2 separate regions of the Zea mays genome follow, and region 1 is linked to region 2. The links are chromatin contacts, called in public Hi-C maps. All regions are on one chromosome and are shown on one strand. Each heading gives the region's core, a stretch centred on a gene start, on an enhancer-like site or on the middle of the called end of the contact. The rest is flanking DNA. Distances are from core to core; before and after follow the strand shown.

Region 1 (5,665 bases), core at 2,109-4,608, 380 kb after region 2:
TGCCCATGGTATATTTGAATTCTCTTGGCCTGAAGTGTTGGTATTGGCTGTTTGTCTACTGTTATATTTGGAGACTTTGCAGATTGGAACAGGTTGCTCGTGTCCGAATCATGAAATTGACTGTGTTGCGGTGTTAGAAATAATAACCACTATTTTCTGGATGAGATATAAGCATTACCTATTCTTTGTACGTAAAGTATGCCTTTTTTTCTGTTGTCCATGGCTTATTTGAGTTCCGTTTAGCACATTTTTGCTTTCTTTATTCATTTATTGAGTTATGGTGACAATAATATCCAAAATGATGCTACTGGTTACTTGTCTGTTGTGATTTTTGGCGAGTTCTCAAGTTGGATAGATTGCTGGCACTGCTTCAGTCTTGTGCATTCTAAAATGTCATCATAGCTTTTCTGGATGATCATATCTGTATTAGGGGTCATGGGTCCTCTTTTATCGAGTTTAATACATGAACATGGATTCTTTGTGGTCATCAGATTGTCATACATGACTTGTGGCTACGTGGCTGCTGTTCCTATCCAGGCCATGGTTCGAATTATCATGGTTTGAATTATCCTATATATGAATCCTATATATATCCTATCCAGGCCATAGTCTGAGAAATATATAATTATAAGGGTGTATCTGGGATGTAACCAGGGCTTCTAAACATTTATTTAATATAATGATGGTGCGGCTTGTCAGCATGTCTGGAAAAAGTGAGAAAAATGTGGATAACTAAGAAGTTCCTTGGAACTTTGCTTACTAGAGCTTGATCTTGAAACAGTTTTCTTTTGATTAAAATGGACCACTGAAGTTTCTGCTGAAAAGGAAACATTAAGCATCTAGCAAGCAAGATATCATTTGACGGAAACTAGAATTTGTTTAAGATACAGCCAGATTCAGAAGAACTGATAATTCAACAGCTGAATACTACAAAAATAGAAGTACAAATGTAGATAACGAGCATGCATGGGGTAAACAGTACGGTCATTTGGACCTTCTTTTTTCCTGACTCATTGTTTGCATCCGTGGTGAGATATCTATGTCAAGCTCTCCATGGATTGAGGAATCATGGTGCATGGTCAAGATTCAATAGCCAACCATATGACCTAGATCCACACTTGCTTAAGTCCTCACTAATCTTGGAGTTCGTTAAGATCTCGCCTAGAGGTCCACCTTGAGGCATCTCCCAGGAGCTTGATATGCAGTCCTGCTGCACTTGTGTCATGTTAGGTGTAAGGCAGGTAGTTTGTGGACCGTCTGCAGAATAGAAAGCCGATGAGACTAGCACGGAATCAGAATATCTGTTCTTTTCTGACTCCAACCTGTCATTCTGGGCTAGGCTGAAATTTTGGAGGACTGATTGGAGGGATTCAGCGTCATGGCGCTGTGTGGAGGAAATGCTCTTGTGGTGGCTGCCACCCCAGGCTTTCAACATCGTGTCCGAGTTCGGCTCATTTTCCGGTGTGGGACCTAACTTATCTGGTTTGTTCTGCTGCTTCAGTTGAGTGAGCAGGGACAAGGTGGGCTGACTGTTCTTCGTCGAACTAAGCAGCAAAGACTCGTCGTCCGTCGGTTTGTTTGCCTTCTCTCTGCTCAGCATTGTCCTGAAAATATGTACAATGTTTTCGAAATGAGAATTATTATTATGAATGCTAAGTGGCAACTAACATTATTTAGAACCATAACATACTAATACTGTTCCAGATTAGTACTTGAAAATGAAGCATCGTCGATGCTCTTATAATAGGATTCACAAGTATTAAGTTGGGATTTTATTATTCAGATATGATGCTAAAACAAGGAGATGACTCTGGTGGTATTTACCTGTTTAAGCTATCTGTCCAATAGCTGCCAGTGCCTGGCTTGGAGTCATTAACTTTTGCCTTCTTCAAGCTACCTTGTGGCCCGGCACACGGCAACGAGCCAGCAGCAGCGGTAGTCACCTCCTTGGTGGCCTTTCTAGGTTGGTTTTCCACAGGCTTTCTTGAACGGTGGCGGTTCCTATTGATGTGGCGCTCGCAGTACTTGTGATCAGGCATCGCCTCCTTGGAGCACCGCCACTTCTTTCCGTCTGTCCGCCGGCACCTCCCAGGTTCTGGGTCGGAGTCTGCGTTTGCGTAGCCTTGGTAAAGAGGCCTCCAGCTCACTGCGTTAGAGAGTCTGTCAAGCTCTGATTACATTTATACTCAAAAAGGCAATACAGTGGTCAATCTTTATGGCATATATAATGGTTTGGTTATTCTTTATTCATTTGTGCAAAATAATATATGTACTTTCTCTCTCTTCTCGTTTGGTTTATTTATTGCAGGTGCTAGCATAACAGCTTTGAAGTAGAGAACCTCCTTTTTAGTCTTGTGGTTGAGAACATGCATGCATACCTCTGTTGGATGACCTGAAGCTCTTGCTGATGGAAACGAGCAGGCTGGAAGGTATGGGGGCCTTGGCATTGAGATACTTGTATATGAGAGCCTGGTGCTCCAGCTCCATCCACTGCGACGGAGTGAACGGCCGCTTGGTCCTGGACAGCAGGAAAGCCTGCTCGCTCGGGCCTCCTCCGAAGTCTAGGCCTGGATGACGGTGAAACAAGGAGAATATTTTAGTCTGACCGAAAATCTGAAAACGCTGGGACGTGCATGGGCATGGCGAAGGGAGGGAGCGCCAGGACAAAAGCGTACGTAATAAAGGTGAAAAAGCAGACGAAATGTTTTACAACAGGCAGCCTTCTTGGCCGGGGAGGGAGGGAAGGAGAGGAGAGCGGCGGGTGGTGTTGGGCCAAATCCCTATGGCCGGTACCGCTAGGCCAGGCCCCTCCATATATAGTAGATACTCCTAGCTAGCATTCATGAGGGCTCATCAAGTTCCATGAATGCTGCTGTTGTCCTTTTGACTTTTGCTTTTCTTTCTTTTTTGTGAATAGTCTTGTTAGTCCATTTTCTTGAGTGTAGTGTATCAGAGTGGCCTACCGCTGTCTATCATGTTTCGCAGAGAAGGTATCCATCCAAGAAGGGAGGAACGAATGGATGGGCGCGAGGGAAGGGAATATGCGTTGCGGAGGACTGAGGAAGGCCAAGGCAAGGCATACGAACCTGAGGGCGACGTGTGAGCCGCCGCCGCCTTGGAGAACCTGAGCATCTTCTGTTGGTCGAGGAAAGGGGAGGGGTAGGAGGTGGCTGCCTGGGCGAGGCCTGCTCGCTTGAGAAGACCCAGGTCGCTGTCTCCGGACGATGGCCCGGTGGCGGCGGCGATGCCTTGCTGCAGCCCCATCACATCCCCGACTCCGAGCTCCATGGCCACAGCACCAGCAGCGGCAGCACAGAACTCAGCGCTCATCAGGGGGAGAAGAAGAGGCTGACGGGAGGGAGTGGATGCTGGCGTGCATCGCCGGGGACGGGGAATGGGGACAGGCTGGTTGGTTTAGAGGCGGGTGGGTGTGGTCTGCTTGCTTTTCTGGTGGGAGGCAGGGGTTTGTCCGTTTGTGTGGTGGGCTCTTTGGGGGACTAGAGGGGTGGCCCTTAAATAGCACCGGTCCTTTCGTCCGTTCTTTTGTCTTTGGATATGAGTTTTCAGAGAGAGATTTGTTTTTTTTTTGACGAGCGCAAAGGAGTACAATATTTTTATTATTGTTATTATGAGCAGCAGTGACAGTGAGTTGACAACGGGTACCACGGACGGTGTAGCAGCGAGCGGTTAAATAAAGCAGAATCTCAAATCTACAGCCCAAGGTACCACGTACTCCTCCCTCTAGCATCATGAGCAAACCGAAAAGGCCCTACCGCGGCCGCCCATGCGTCTTCAAAAAAAAAAAAGATGGTCTTTTTTTTTTTATGCGAGTGAAGGCAATAACTGTCCGTGACTGTGTGGTCTTTTGTACGCTGCGTGAGTAAACTTGTGCGAACGAGTACCGGTACTTGTAGTTCAATAAGTAGGGCCTTTTGTATCCTTGCAGGTAAATACGAGGAAGTAAATGGCGGGGCTTCATCCATGTGACGGCCACAGGACGCAAATGTGACGCCTCCTCGCGCGCCAATGTTAAACCGGAGGGCATTGACTCCTCCTGGAGAGGGAGAGAGAAGGGGACTTTTACTGCCTGAGTATCTGTGAAGGTAAATGTGCCCTACATGAACTGGCCTTACTACTACGAAAGGCTAACTTGACATTTACGACGATGTTAATTGGACAGACGGCAGCACCTTTAGGCCTCCATTGAAGCAAACAACAAACACGAGGAGTATTTGGCACAGTAATACTGTAACAGGAGGAGCCACTCCTACGGACCGTTAGTGCGTTGGGGTGCTTGCTTGTGGCCAGGAGTCAAAAATCACATCCGACTCCAAGAACGCCACCACAGCTTAGCCCGCGCGCCAAACATGGCAGCTACATGGAAAGTACGCGATGCCGCGCCAGGCGCTTTGGCAGCAGTGAGCAGGCTCCATGGGCCTGCCGCCGCCGCTGCTGCTGCTGCGCGGTCACGAGGTTGAGGTGACGCTTTTCAAGTCCGCCTCCTTCGCCTTCCCCTCCTGGACGGGCGTATGGCTGGGGCTTCATTCATTGCCCGCCTAGGAGCACACAGCAGATCAAGCAGCCAAGCCCACGCACGGCACCAACCCAGCTTCTTCTTACGGCGCGGCGGCCCAATTTCTTTGTCACGACAACGACAACGACGACGTGCCAGCGGGAAACCTTTGTACTAGCTGTTAGTATGTACTCCATACAGTATCGTCACCATTCTTATGTGTGTGGCTGTGTGCAGGCCAGACAACGGAGATTTGACAGAACCTATGCACGGCACACTTGGATACGCTGCGCCGACCCCCTTCTCTCGGCACCGCCCGCACGGCCGCACGGCTACCTGCTACAGAGTACTACTCCTAGTACGCACGTACAGGGGTGTACGTGGGTATTGCTGCCAACTGTGCAGCGTCGCGCACGGGCCATCAATGTGATTTGATGCCTCAGTCATGTGCCCGCTTCAACAGCCTGCGTCTGCGTGTCTCGTGGACGACGGCAAGGCCAAGGCCCGCCAACGGCAGCCCAGCTAGACTCCAGCCGTATATAGGAGGAGTACGTACAAGTTGCTTTCTCTCTCACATTTTCAGACAACGCAAAAGTACATGAGGAGGGTAGTAATGTTGCAAATATCCTACAGAAGAATACAATGGACCACCACTCAGGAGGAGGCAGGACGATATTTTGTACCCACTGCTGTACTCGTCACTCAGGAGTTGGAGTGGGGAGAGGTGCTGGGGCGCAGAGCGGCCGCATCGGCGTGTCGGTGTGGCTGAGCAGTGGAGTGGAGTGGGTGTGCCGCAAATGGACTTACTATATAAAAGTTCGATTATTTTGTTGTATATCTAAGTCTAGGTATAAAAGGTTACAGAGATTGAGGTGACACTATGGCCCCCCAAGTATTAAATGTACAACTTGTATCATAGGAGAGTTATTATATAACTAGATTTGTAGTTAGCTACTATATGTGACATGATGACATTATAAAATCCCACCGTAAGTTAAGACATTATAAATTCCACCGTAAGTTACTCCCTCTGTTATAAAATATTAGTCGTTTTAACTCTTGGTTTTTATGTATATATTCAAATGAATGATAATAAATTTAGACATATATACAAAACACATACATAAAAAATTACATGAATATACTAATTCT
Region 2 (5,826 bases), core at 949-3,448:
GTAATAACTCTTCTCTGATGAATTCACCTTGATGGTGATTTGCCGCACGAAGAGGTTCATCTTGATGATGAAATTCCTAGCAATGCGTGCAATATCATTGTGCTAGGAATACGGAACAATGAATCCTTCGTTTTGGGAAATGGCGAAGATCATTATTAAATGTGGGATACAAATGTGTCGACACCTATCTTGCCTCTATAGATTGCAAAGGGATCCAAAACAAAGTCTTAGGCATGAGTGCTTGAAGCTCTCTTATCGGGTCATTGATAAACGCAATCGAGGTTGAACCAATAATCGCAAAATAAAAGTCGCGAGCTTGAAGTTTGGACATTTATGGGCACTATTGAAATAATGTGTGGTGAATGCGATGGTTCAAGTGGTCTTGTGAGAGACACATCCCACATATGTGTTGAGTAAACATAATTCCGCTATGTAATATATCTGGCAAATGGCATGAATTAAACTATGCAATTAATAGGATTCAGAAGATCCGTCATGAGATCCAAGGAGGACTCATATACTTGAATTATAAATATGCAACATATAAATCTCATACCGAATAATGCATTCCTGATGAATGACCATTCTCTAGTGTAGAGAGAATATCTTCTAGTTGAGATTACAGTTCCCTGATGGAACCTTTCTAGAAGTAATAAAGTTTGAGTTGAACACCAAAATTTGTTAATCCCGATAAAGGGATAAAGACCCATACAAACCCGAAAAGGAATAAAATGAGGTACCAAAGGACTTGAAGTTCACCGAATAGCACATGTGCATTCCATGAGTTTTACTCATGATAATTTCCACTAGATGTGAAATTATGGTATCCTCTAAAGCCCTGATGGTAGAAACCTATAAGGTTTAGGTGTTACTGGCAAAATATCCCCATTGTGCCAGAATGACAGACTATAACGATGTATCTGATCGATGAAAAAACCCTGATGGATTACGATCTTTGTTGGACTTTTGTTACACCATCATAGATATTGCAATGGATGAACACCTAGAGCGATGTGTCATATTTAGAATATGTACTATTGCAACTATATTATCCTCTAAGTCCTATTGAAGGACATGTTATTTGCTTTGCACAACTATGTATAAATTGTGGTGTAAGATAGAAAATGATAGCACCCCAACCTCATCCATTCTCGTTATTCCAGATGAACAATGAGACATATATCTTGAAGAACATGCTTGAGTTATGAGAGATAACGACTTTGACATATGTCATTGTCAGGGGGAGCAAATGCGTATATTGATCATAATCGTGAGACAATAAATGTCATATTCTATGCCCTGAAGGCGTGAGTTTGATGATCAATATGTGAACCTTTATGGAACTTTCTATCAAATATATAAGATCTAGTCGATCGACACCGTCAGTCAAAGTGGCTTATTTATATTGATACGTGCACTTACCTCGTATATCCTAGAAGTGAGTAGAGGTAAAGTTCTTGTAATAGTTCTTGCAAGGATATGCATTATGTTTGCTAAATCTTTATGTGCATATACTTCCAGAAGAAGATGTTTTGCCTTATTGATACGGTTTTGCAAGGATCAGAGGGAGCACATTTCTAAAGTTAGCCCTTATAGAAGATTCGATAGAATCTAGATCCCAGAGGATCGAAATCTGTCCCGATGACAGCTCTTGTACTCTTTTTCTTTGGTGAGTTTTCTTGAAGTTTCTCACATGAGGTTTTTAATGAGGCAACAAAGTGCAAATGCAATTTGCGTCACCATGTACTCTTTCTCCATATTTTCCCACTGTGTTTTTTAGGAGTTTTAACGAGGCATGTGTTGGTCGCAGTATTCGTCCAAGGGAGAGTGTTAAGTAACCCTAGTTAGGGTTATGTGGGCAAATACCGACTTTGCCCCTGAGGGGTCTCACATCTCTATATAAGAAACATGTACACCTCTTTATAATACAGAGAAGAGAAAGAGGCCAGAGGCCCAACCCTATATCCTGTGTCCCGTGTGTTCCTCTATCGTGCTTCTGGGAAGGGAGACGGGTCCTCTACAATTTCTCACGCCTCTACTGCTGACGGGAGGGAAGGGAGCGGATCTGATGATCCGTGGTGACGTAGTTCTCAACACTCCAGGCGTAGCGTTAGGGGCTGGTGGAGCTGCTGTGTGTGGGCCTGTGGGGACTGGGGAATAGGAAAGCAACGGAACAGGAGGCAGCACAGGCGTCAGGATGCACACTCTTGGGGCCAGCGGAGCAGGCGGCGGTCCATGCTGCTGGGCGAGCGGCCCGTGGCCCGTGGGGACGCTGGCGACCAGTTCTTCGCTGGCGCAAGCTCGGCTGATGTGCAGCAGCAAGCCAGCAATCCTTGTTCAGGCGCGCGCGCGGGAGCTGGCCCACGGCGGCAGCGGCCCACTCGAGCAGCGCGAGGGCGCGGCCTGGTAAGAGGGTTGGCGGCCCACAGTGGCTGAAGAATCCGGACTGAATAAGACTTAGTATCTCTTGTAAATAGAATTTGTTTTTTCCAGAGATGAGAATTAGACTGATAGACACTAGATTAGATTTATTTGAGACAAATGTTGGATTTTTGAAGAATTCAAGGAAGAATTTTCTGTTGCTTTTGGAGAGCACTTCTGTACATAAATCTTAATAATAAAAGAGTTGGTTATGCAATGTTAATGTGGTAACATCATTCCACTCTCTTTGTTGTTTAAATATTGTCTATCTCCTTTTGATCTTAGACTAATTTGCTCTTTTCAACTGAAACTGTTTAATCGATTCATCTAGAACATTGTTAAGACATATATTGAGCGGTCTCAAAAGTTTGAAATATCAATCTTCTATAGTTATTGCATAATTTAGAAATTAGATCTTGATTACTTTCCGTTACTCTTTAGAACAGAAAAACTTGTTTTGTTAATAACTTTATATCTGGAAGTTTGATGTGATTCCAGTTGGATTAATCACATAATTTTGTCTAGTTTAGGTACTATTTGTTTTGGATTTTAGTTACTCTAGATTATATAATTCAGTGTAAATAATTCATCAGGTAAACAAACACCATAAATTATGGGTCCAGATTATGATAATCTCATCAAGAGTAGTTTATTTAAGATTACTTTTGTAAAAGACCCACTATCTATGGTTATGATCATAAAATTACAATGTCTTCCATTTTATTCTTTCCCCAAATCACACGCACGCAGGGTATTATTGCCTTTGCCTCTATGTCTAAAAAATCAATAATCTTCATTCTTATAATCTGATCATCCAAATAGCTAGGGCGGATGACCCTCTATGGCCCGAGTCATACCAAGTTTGAGAAAAAAAGGTAATAGATACAACCCAACTATCCACCTATCCATCTGGCCCAAGTGCTAAAGTGGCTCACCCATTCTTCATGACTTCATCCAGACAGTCTTCACCCTGTGTCCCCATCACCCGTCGCCGCTGTCATAGACCTTCACCATCCGCCCATCTCAACTTCCGCCTCAGCCATCCCAACCTTTGCCTACCATCCTCCGTCGTCTGCCCCTCCTCCAGCCAGACTCCACCTCCGTCGCAGCCAACGGACCATAGTCCGGTATCGACAGACTCCGTCGTCCGCAACGGTTTTCCCTAAATTTTTCCTTCTATATTACTTTTTTGTGTCATCAACATTTTATCCCCTAATTTTTCATTTACCGCAACGGTTTCTCCTGTATTCTCCCTCTATACCCCACTACAACTATACAATATCAGGCTATGCGCAGCGGCCGACACTTGCGTCCCTCTCTCCTACCATTGTAGTGCATTTGGCGGCTGCAGTGATTCAGTTTGACGCGCAGCGGTGAACTCTACGGAGCCTGCTACGGAGAGGAGCGCTTCTCTCTCATCATAGATCCAGCGGTCCACTGTAGCGCCCTCTAAACTCGATTTTCGTGCTCGTCAGAATTTTAGAAGTGGAGAAAAAATGGTAATAGATGATGAATATGGTTTAATAATGATATTTTATAGTTGTAATGGGGTATAGAGGGAAAATATAGGGGGACCGCTGCTAGAGATGAAAAAGTAGGGGATAAAATGTTGATGATGTGACACAGAAAAGTGATATAGGGGGAGAAATTTAGAGAGAACCGCTGCGGACAGTCCCAAAGGAGCCCTACGCGTGCACAGGGAAAGGGTAGGGGGAAGCTCGCGGCTGCCGCTGGGGGAGCCACACCAAAAACAAACAGCGTCGAACCAATGCAGGGGGCAGAGAGGTTGGATAGGAGGGTTATCGTTCGTGCGACTACGCTTTTCTCCATGTATAGGATCGTAGGATGATAGAACAGGCAATAAAACGGAGTGAATGACTCTGAAACTATACAAATAAATATCCCACCTCTTTTAACCAGAGAAACAAAAGAGTGAGCTTTTATAAATCTGGACAGGTTACTGTTATGTTAGTAAAAGCATTGATGGTCAAACTCCGTAACTTGGATCAATCTTAAAATTTAAGAGATTAAGAGCATATTTATTTCAGCTTAAAGATTATATAATCTAGATTATGATCTAGATTGTAATTTGTATGTAGTTGTACTTGCACAGAGAACCCACAGGTTCCTATCCAACCTCTCTGCCCCCTGCATTGGTCCGACGCTGGACACCTGTTCCGATAGGAACCCCACTCCCCCCACCCCACAGGCCCACACACACAACAAAAAACAGTGCATGTGCATCTCCCATGTATCAACTGCAGGACCAGACCAAAACCGGGCACATGCATGCAAGCTTTGCTGAAAGCCGAACTCCTTGGGTATCCAATCGAACGAACTTAACAAAGCATGCATCAGGCACCAGCAGGCCGCTTTTATCCCCAGACGTTGTTGATGATGCACCCCATGTGTTTAGCTTCCTTTGGCCCCTAATAACTAAAGGCTCAATCTACGCCATGTAAAGCCATGGATGGACTGCTGGTACTGCTCATGCTCATGCCTGCAACAACCAACTCTAGATAGACAAAAAAACATATTATATATATGCAATGCCTTGGGACGATGACATCTGTACACTGCACTTGCGCAGTCTCTTGTTGGAGCCTTTCGTACGTGAACATGACAGGCTAGCTAGCTCAAGTGGGCTGTCATTGCCCAACAACAACTGTTAGGCACATATCTCAGATAAACAAGCATATATTAGATAGATAGATAGATTTCAAATTCAAAGTATATATATGCTAGCTTGGACGACACTGGCCAGAACGCGCGCGCATGACAATTAATGGTTCGTTGAACGTAGCCGGGGCTAGCTAGCTTTATTTACGAGGGACGCAGCACTGTTTGCTTTGGCGAAACACAAACCCGAAACCTGTCGTTACCCGCTCTAAAGCCAGCTTAATTAAAGCATAGTGCTAGCCGGTAACTGTATGGGCGCGCGGTGCGGTTCTTGATCTTGGACATGACAGCAGCAGCGCATCTGAATTCAAGGACGTACCGGAGATGAATTAATGAATGAATGAAGGCAGCTTGCTCCTCGCACGTACGTACCTCTTCCTCTTCTTTCGGCGTTCCATCTCGTCTAGCTTGCGTGCCAGTGTGCCACCCACTCGATCTGGAGAACTTCTCGCGATCACATGACCATGCGCATGCATATATATATATTGATACAGGACTATGCTTTCGCCAAATGCAGAAACTTTCTTGTTTTTTTTTCCTTGGGAGCAGATCGGAGTAGATATGGCAATTGGTATCCGTTACCCGAAACCCGGTAGTTTTTTGCTCTATTAGGGTATGGGTTTAGGTCAATTTCTGTATTCATGGGTATGTTAATGTTTTCAAATGAAAACTCAACAGGTACGTGGGCATGAGTTTGTTCTTCCACTATCCATACCTGTAAAAACC

Evidence for each region. Hi-C and Micro-C count contacts between places; a contact is called where the count stands out from the background.
Region 1: a Hi-C map of tassel shows a contact between it and region 2, with 2.7 times the contacts expected there. The contact joins the promoter of LOC100125643 here to the enhancer-like site in region 2. A contact is called at or near these places in 2 of 25 Hi-C or Micro-C datasets (ear and tassel).

Annotation. Positions count from the first base shown.
Region 1 is chr1:263,729,948-263,735,612 of Zm-B73-REFERENCE-NAM-5.0, forward strand. It overlaps LOC100125643, which reads right to left and starts at 3,359. Exons shown (of 4, transcript NM_001112574.1): 1 at 3,087-3,359; 2 at 2,379-2,567; 3 at 1,825-2,146; 4 at 1,061-1,604. The coding sequence starts at 3,330. The coding sequence ends at 1,067. It overlaps LOC103643763 (a long non-coding RNA gene), which reads left to right. Exons shown (of 6, transcript XR_561270.4): 2 at 1,340-2,429; 3 at 3,637-3,722; 4 at 3,947-4,103; 5 at 4,181-5,061; 6 at 5,147-5,500.
Region 2 is chr1:263,347,578-263,353,403 of Zm-B73-REFERENCE-NAM-5.0, forward strand. No RefSeq gene overlaps it. Among protein-coding and RNA genes, the nearest start is that of LOC100281024, 31 kb to the left of the region's middle. Within about 2 kb of position 2,199, at least 17 of the 20 cell types and tissues checked have an H3K27ac peak or open chromatin away from gene starts, as enhancers often do. A contact at or near this core is called in ear and tassel, where this site is marked.